2 separate regions of the Rattus norvegicus genome follow, and region 1 is linked to region 2. A link is a contact called in public Hi-C data. All regions are on one chromosome and are shown on one strand. Each heading gives the region's core, a stretch centred on a gene start, on an enhancer-like site or on the middle of the called end of the contact. The rest is flanking DNA. Distances are from core to core; before and after follow the strand shown. Region 1 overlaps Tasl (TLR adaptor interacting with endolysosomal SLC15A4). Region 2 has its middle 51 kb from the start of Gk.

What was found. A called contact is a pair of places that touch in the nucleus more often than the background predicts.
Region 1: a Hi-C map of liver shows a contact between it and region 2, with 5 times the contacts expected there. The contact joins two enhancer-like sites. A contact is called at or near these places in 2 of 12 Hi-C or Micro-C datasets (the A7r5 cell line and liver).

What each region holds. Positions count from the first base shown.
Region 1 is chrX:54,360,968-54,365,304 of GRCr8, reverse strand. All of the region lies in intron 1 of Tasl (TLR adaptor interacting with endolysosomal SLC15A4), which reads right to left. Among named protein-coding and RNA genes, the nearest start is that of Tasl, 8.4 kb to the right of the region's middle. Within about 2 kb of position 2,919, at least 1 of the 93 cell types and tissues checked has an H3K27ac peak or open chromatin away from gene starts, as enhancers often do. A contact at or near this core is called in liver, where this site is marked.
Region 2 is chrX:54,238,738-54,243,115 of GRCr8, reverse strand. No RefSeq gene overlaps it. Among named protein-coding and RNA genes, the nearest start is that of Gk, 51 kb to the right of the region's middle. Within about 2 kb of position 2,460, at least 2 of the 93 cell types and tissues checked have an H3K27ac peak or open chromatin away from gene starts, as enhancers often do. A contact at or near this core is called in liver, where this site is marked.

The DNA of each region.
Region 1 (4,337 bases), core at 1,670-4,169, 120 kb before region 2:
TGTCACAGTCTAAGTTCAGGAGCATAAAAATATTGTATAAAGTTGTCTTTCGGTGTCAGTGCGTATGTATGAAAAGATGCATAAAACTTGCATTTCCCAAAAGATATAATTATATATACATAAGTATTTCAAAATCTTTAACAAATGTCCTCTGGTCCCAAGCATTTAAGATCAAGAATTCCCAAACTGACATTCAAGGAAAAACATTCAGAGTGTGGTGAAGTCTAGCAGTAAAGCTCTAGATAAATGAACTTCAGTGCGATTGACAGGTTGTCACTAAGACTGCAAGCTCGGAGTCTGCTGGATCCATTCTACACCTAACACAGGAGCTGAGAGCATGGCGACAGGCAAGGGAAGGAATAAAGAGGAGGGACCAAGAACTAAGCATGGTGGAGCATTTCCATATTCCTAGCACTTGGAATGTAAAGGCAGGAAGATCAAGAACTCAAGGTTGATTTTGGTTACGTAGCAAATATGAAGCCAGACTGAGTTACATGATACTGCCTGCCTTAAAACCAAAACAAGCACCAATCAACAAAGCCTCTCAAATGTGGAAATGAAGAAGAAAAAAGAAGCCTGAAATAACTTTGGAGCCAGATTTGGTGGCTGAGTCCTATAACTCTATCAGGGGGAAGGTTGGGGCAAGGATATTGCTGTGAATTTGATGCTTGCTTAGGTTAATGTAGTAGAAACCAGCCTCAGTAACATAAGCAGCACCTTTGAGTCTGGATATTTTGGGATATGGCACTAGTGCTCTCTGAAATGGGGCTGGGGGCATGTTTAGCCTTGTTCATCTTAAGCCTACAAGAAATGGGATATCTGAGTACAAATATCCATGTCTAGGGAATGCCAGTATGATGAAGTATATCCAGAAGACTAGCACTTGAGAGCCAAACACAGGAGGAGGACAGCTTTATCTCTATGCTATGACCCAGGCCAGCCAGGACTCCACTGACAGACCATGTCTGAAATGACAGAGGGAGAGACAGAAGGAGGAAGACTGATTCCACCAGAGAGTTAAGTTACTGCTTAAAGTCAATAAAATCAGCTTCCAAGAATAGGAAGGTGGGAGCCTCTGAAACTTTCTGGTATCTGTAATAATGCCCCATGATGCACACCACATTGCCTTGTCACAGACCTTTGTAAAGACAGCAGGAGTTTCGGGAGTACTGAAGAGATCCCGTTTTAGTTTCAGGTATTAAAATTGAGCAGCTTTGGAACAATGCATCCAAAGTCACCAGGCACTCAGACACTCTCTGTTATAAAACAGAATTTACAATCACACCACTTAACTTTTCAGACACTCGGCTGCTTGTGTTTAAATTGAGTATTCCATTATCTTTAGAGTGTTCCGAAACATGACTATTGCCTGAATTTAGGAAGAGTTCTAGTTGATTTACCAAGAATCTGATGTTTCTGAGAACTGGCAGCAGAGGGCAGTATAGAGCACAGCACAGAGGTTTCTGAAAGAGTTCGGAAGCTGTGCAGACTAACGCTGCACAGAAATTACAAACAAATATACAAAGATAATAGAATTGAGCTGCACTTTACAGCCCCAGTCTATAATACCAGCACTTTGAAAACTGACACAGGAACATAGCTGTGAGTTTAAGGCCAACTTGAGTTATATAGCAAGACCCTGACCAAAAAGGAGTTGTAAAGCAAAGCTGGTAAGACAGTTCATTAGGTAAAAGCATTTACTGACAAGCCTGATGACCTCACTTTGATCCCCAAGACCGATTGGTACAAGGCAAGAACCAACTTTGGCAAGTTTTCTTCCGAGCTCCACATTAGTGCCATTATATGCACACACAAATAAATGATATATAGATAGATAGATAGATAGATAGATAGATAGATAGATAGATAGATAGGTAGACTGATATAACTTAGTTTTTAAAAGATTACTTCATCTTGTAACCACTATTTAATGGACCACTAGAATGAACACAGTATTGTGTATTACAGAATCCTAAAAAGAATTAAAAATCACAAAACAGAGAATGAAAATTTCCTGGGACTGTTTTAGTTTGTTTCTAGCATTTTTCATAATAATTTTTATTGCCTATCAAATGTAAAAACATCTATCACTATATCTTATGGGCATAGTTAATTTTATTTGAGCCACTGAATCTAATGGATTAAGTTGTTCATATACTTTGTTTGATTTTTACTTCTTATATTACAGAAGCTTGAGAAGCTTATGCGTGCTCTCGCTCTCTCTCTCTCTCTCTCTCTCTCTCTCTCTCTCTCTCTCTGTGTGTGTGTGTGTGTGTGTGTGTGTGTGTGTGTTTAGATTCTATCACTGGTTAAGTGTGAAAAGAAGACATTCAAGGACATCTGCTGATTAGATGTTCTAGGCAAATGTAGCTTACATTAATCATTACCAGACAGTGGCATACCGAAATTAGCCTGGTGTACAAATTCATAAACTAGAACTATGGGCTAAAGTGCAGTACTTTTCAATCATTTACTTGGTTTTCTGAAGAAACTTCAATATAAATTTGTCCTCCTAGATCTCTGTGTGTGTCTGTGTACGTATAGCATAAAACTCTTGTTATAACTTCTGTATTTAGTCATACATTTGACTTATACTCTATCAGCACAAACACAGGATCAAAGAGAAAACCTAGTGATAGCACATGTCTAATCCCAACACTAGGGAACCAGAGGCAGGAGGATCAAAAGTTTAAGGTCAGATTTATCTACAAATTCTAAGCAAGCTAGGGCTACATAATGAGAACCAAACTATGAAAGAAAAACAAAGTGAAAAGAACTAAAGAGAAAGGACTTTGTAAAGGAGACATCTAAAAAATGCCTGTTAAGATAGTAAATATTTAAAGTATTACAGGTCATACAGAGTCTGTTGCAACTCTGCTGTCATAGAAGAAAAGTAGACACAGACAACATGCAAGCAAACTGTTATGGCTGTGTTCCAATTAGACTTTATTTATAAAAACATAGTCCTGGTCTGTGGTTTGCTGAACCTTGACCTTAATCAACTACTGGGTGTAGTAGCATATTCCCAACACTTGAAGAATTGATTACTTCAAGGTTCATTTGGGCTAAGCTATACTTCAGAGTAAGACCTTGTCTTTAAAATACAAAACAACAAACAAACCAAAGGCAGACACAGAAGTACTTTGTGGGGCATACACTAATCCTGTGCATTGGGAATTTGAGGCTGAGGATCATTGGTTTAGAAGCAGCGTGGACTAAATATAGAGACCTGATCTTAAAAACAAAAAAAGAAAGAAAGGAAGGAAGGAAGGAAAGAAGGAAGGAAGGAAGGGGAAGGAAAGAAAAGAGGAAGATACAAAGGAAAAACAGGAAAAAGGGGGAAAAGAAAAGTGCAGATAGAGTAAGTTGGATCAAATATGATAGCAACTCCGCTTTGGTTGCTTTCTATATTTGACTTCTAATCTTTCAACAATATTTGACATTAATTATTATCATAGCTGTCAAATGAGAAAACTGACAAGGTGATAGATATGACTATTAAAAAGTCCTTTTATGGGAAAGAACAGGAAGCAGCAGGAGTAGCAGGGCAATCTATGAAAGTTATGGGAGGAGGTCATCAAAATGTATAGTATGCATCGATGACAACACCAAAATAAGTTGTATTATCATATGGACTATACAGACTATTTTATTAATACAGTATATGTTAATAAAAAGTATATGAGAGAAAAACTGCCTTTCCTAAAGTCATTCAGTCACTGTCTACTGAAAGCAAGGTTGAATCTCAACTTTATAAACTCCAAAGCCTATATTTAGAATATGTTGTTCTGCGGTATAGTTGAAAGCAGTTAATATCACACAGTTATGATACCAAGCAATATTGTTCTTCCAAGAAAATGGCATCATCCCTTACTTCAGTTCATAACAACAGCATTTGCCAAGTAAAAGGAAGAAGACACAGTGAAGTCTGTATTTTGCATATCAATGCTCATTTGATAAACAATTTATCCTCCATTTTTGAATATAACAATATTAACATTTTCTTTAACTAATTTCAATGCTGCGACCTAGTATTTTATCAGTCTTGATTTTCCAACTACCTCCCACAGATAATTTAATTTTATCAGTATACTGTTTACACATCAACCAAACATCTAGATATATCAGGCCCTTGTGATATGTGGTCTCTCTGCTTAACCCCATCTCTGCCTGTTCACTGAAGTACTGCAGATCCTAGCTGTGCTGAGCCTATCCCAGTTCCATCTATCCAAATGACCATCAAGGGATACTTTATTCTTCAATCCTGAGAGCTTAGGCTCTATACTTATCCCTGGCCTATCTCCCATAATCTTTGGCTCTCATCTTAAATATTTAAC
Region 2 (4,378 bases), core at 1,211-3,710:
AAAAACTAGAGCTGCCGCAATCTGCAAGAGGATCAGAATTTCAAAGTCATCCTCAGCAGTATAGTGGGTTTGAGTGCACCCTGGGCTATGTAAGCAAGGCAAGCAACCAAAATACCAGAAATGTGTTGTGGTAAATTAAAAAAAAGATGGGGAGACACCATGACATGCTAGCCCCAGCACCAGCGGGCCACATGGCACTAGCGGGACATTTCCATCTCAGCAGACTCTCTGGCCCAGAGTTCTCAAATCGTCTCCTCTCTACCTGACTCACTAAATTCCCAATTTCCATTCCTGCTACTCTCTGAGTCCTGGGGTGATCTCGCTACCTAAAAGACTAGCCTCATCGGCACCTGACTGTCTAGGCTGTCTATCTTGTGTCTCTCTGCTGCGAGCTTTGCTCACATTCCCAGCATCTGCCCCTGTGGTTATAGTCACAACTCCCAGTAACCCATTAAAATCAAACTCAATAACCTTGTAATTTAGCAATCAGATTTATATCTTAAATTCTCAATCCACAAAAACATCCACATAATATACTCAGAGCCAATTAATATTTATATAAATTGCCCACCTAGGTAAGACAAATTGTCCTGTAATTATCCATCCCTTATAAGATTTTCAAAGCTACCTGTGGCTATATAAAGCCACACAGAGATGGGTCATCCTTCTCCTCCTCCATCTTCTCCTCCTCCACCCACTTCTCTCTTTCCTGCCAATTCTAAACTCTTCGCCTACTTTACTTTTTCACTGCCCAATTACAGGCCTTGCCTTATCTTGTGCCTGTCCTCACCCCTGTATATAAACAATAATCCACAAATAGGAAACAGGCCTACATAATAATATAGGTATGGGGGTATTTTAAATTTAAAAATAATTTTATATGTACAGGTGTTTCATCTGCATGAATGTCTGTGATATATAAGAAGTCATCAGATCCCATGTAACTGGAGTTATAGACTGTTGTGAACTACCATGTGGGTGCTAGGAATTTGACCTGAGTCTTCTGGAGGAACAGCCAGTGCTCTTAACCACAGAGCCATCTCTATAGCCCTGTTAAATTGACTCTTTAAGACAGGATTTCACTGTGTAGTTCAGGCTTTCCTGGAATGCACAATAACCTTTCCTGCATTAGCCTCCTAAACACAGATTACAGATCTGAGTCACTATTCCTGGCTTCCTTTACTCATTTAAATGTCAAGATTTTGATGGTTAGCAACCTTAAAAGTGAGTATTACAAAGAAGTCAGTTCTATCACCTGAATTTATGTCTTCAATTCCTATCATTAGTCACCATGATTTTCATCTGTGTTGGTCCAATGATGACATAAGTCATCAAAGGGGAAAGATGTGCTAGGTGGCACTGTCAGCTTTGATTCTTCAGGCTCACACTTGGATGCAGTCATGCTAAGTTCATATTATGGAGTATTTATACTCCTGTCCCTGGACTTTGTGATTGGATAATATAAGTTACTTTGGAGAATAAAACTTGAATGGAAGTATCCAGGTGCAAGTTTTGATTCTTGATTGGGGTAGCATATTTTCTTTGTCCTCCTGCACTTTTCTTTTAAAAGGATATTGCTATGTAGCTGCAGTGGTTTGAGTGATAATGTCTTCCATAGGAGACATCATATATCTGATATTTGAACACTTGGTCTACAGTTGATGGCACAGTTCGGGGAGGTTTAGGAGATGCAGTCTTACTAGAAAAAATTTATAGCTGGAGTCACACTTTGAGGTTCAAAACCTGGGCTAGAGAGATGGCTCAGCAGATAAGCACACTGACTCCTCTTCCAGAGGTCCTGAGTTCAATCCCCAGCAACCATATGGTGGCTCGCAATTATCTATAATGGGATCCGATGCCCTCTTCTGGTGTGTCTGAAGACAGCTACAGTGTATAAATAAATAAATCTTTTAAATATTATAGAGAGAGAGGGAAAGGGGGAGAGAGAGGGAGAGAAGGAGAGAGGGAGAGAGGGAGGGAGGGAGGGAGGGAAGAAGGGAGGGAGGGAGAGAGAGAGAGATATTAAAAGCCTTTTGCCACTTTCTGGTCACTACCCCTTCTTTGTGCTTGCCTTTCAAGATGTGAGCTGTGAGCTTTCAGTGCCTACCACAATGTCTTGCTACTATGCTTTTCTAGCATAACAGACTCATTCCTTTATATCATCATCCAAAATAAACTCTCTCTTCCTTAAGTTGCCTTGGTCAATGCATTTTTCCACTGCAACAGAAAATAAAGCAGTACAGACGTTGGTACCAGAGAGTAGGAACTGTTGCTGTCAAGAATCTGACACATTTTTAGAGGAATGTGGAAAGCTTTGGAAGTTTGTACCAGGAGAATGGTTAAATGCTGTGGGAAGAGTGTACAGAGCCTTTCTAGTATGTATCTAGAAGACAGTAGCGCTGAGAAAAATGTGGACTGTGGAGGCCCAGCTGAAGAGGTTTCAGAGAGGGACAATATTAGGAAGTAGGTCAGAGGCCAGTCTGTGATGTTTGGCAATGAATCTAGTTGCATTCTGACCTTGCACTAAGACCTGGACTGAGGCTAAATTGAAATTTGATCGATTAGTTTCTTTGGTGGAGGCAATTTCAAGGCAGCATGATACTGAATTTATTGCATTGTTATTATTAATAATTATTATGGAGGTTTACAATAAGAAAGGACAAATGATGTTGAAAGAAATACAAAACGCACAGTCTGAAGAAAAATAAGGAGCACTAAGAGGCTTAATGTTGCAACCAAGGCTCTTGCTGTAAGAAATAAAGGGACTAGTACCATTAAGGATCTGTTACTAATGTAATTCAAAGGAGGGGAGGGGCCACCTCAATCAAGCAGCCAAACTTAACAGTGTCATCTACATGGTTCTGGCTTTAGAAACACAAAGGAAGCAAGAGTGAAAGGGTTTTATATTCTTCCTACATTGTTTCAAAGAGGCACTGAGGTCAGACAGCGTGTAGCAGTAGATTCCATGCATGAAGGCTCTTTTGAGGAAAGGAAACTATGAGAGATCATTGCATGAAGCTGTTGGAGTAAAGTCTGGAGTGCAGTGGAGCTCCAAGATGTTGGATATGCCAGAGTCATGGGATGTCTGGCAAGAAAGGATGCATACAGAGTGTGGAACCAGCCCATGACAGAGGTATATGCTATAGCATATAAGCTTATAAGCAGCAAAGTTAGAGGAGCAGATCCAAGTAAGCTTTTGAAACTAAAGTTCCAGCATACAACATGGAATTGTAGGGTTTGACACTTCCCTACTGAGTTTCAGTCTTTCTATGGTGCAATATCCATACACTGATCCCATTTGTTCACTTTGAAAGGTAATGTATATTCTGTGCTACTATGTGTTGGAAGTATGGAACTTTTGATTTTTCAGTGTTGTTATGCAGTTTAGAGACTGTCTTGATTCTCAGAAGAGATGCTGAACTTTTAAGGAGTGTTGAATTTGAAAGATTATGGGGACTTTCAAGTTGGGCTAAATGCATTTTGTATTATAACAGGGTCATTAGGTCTACAGGCCAGGGATGGAAAGTAGTGGTTTGAATGAGAATGTCCCCCGATAGGTTCAGATATTTGAAAACATGGTTTCCTATTGGTGGCACTGCTTAGTAAAGTTCAGGAAAGACAGCTTGTAGGAGGAAGTCTATCATTGTGCAGAAGCATGGAGGTTCACAACCTTGTATCAATTCCAGTTCACTGTCTCTGCTTTGTGCCTGTGATTCAGGATGTGAGCTCTCAGCTTTCCAGTCCTGCCATCATGTCTGTCTCTTGCTACTAGGCCTCCCCACCTGATGAACTGTTATATTTCTGGAACCTTACATCAAATTAACTCATCCTTAAGTTGCCTTGGCCGTGCAATTTTATCCCAGCAATAGAAAATTAACTGATAGAGTATCTCAGGATGGCTTTAATAGTGATTCTCCTGCTTCAGCTTCTTAACTTCCAGGATTACAAGTGTGTGCCACCATGCCCAGTTCCATTTGCCTTTTGCCATCACCTGGAAAATACGTGCAAGGGAAAACCTCACTGACCCAAAGATGATGAGAACACTTAGAGCAGAGCTATTCAACCCAAGATATCACCTGCGGTGATTACATAGGTCAGTGCACCTTCTTGGGCCAGAAACGGGAACATCGAGCTGAAGCCAGACTAGACTAACAAAGCTTCAGCCAATAAGCAGATACACAAACTTCTTTCCCACGCCATCTGTTCCATGCCACTGCAGTTGGTCAGATCAAAATGACCATTTCATGCTAAGCACGAGGGTCTATATTTATGGATAGATTGTAATCACAAAAGGATGATGCCTTGGGGACTTGGAGACTGAGGAATTCTTTGGAGCTGTGTATCCTGATGAATGCTTGAGAAAATTCATCTTCAGAGT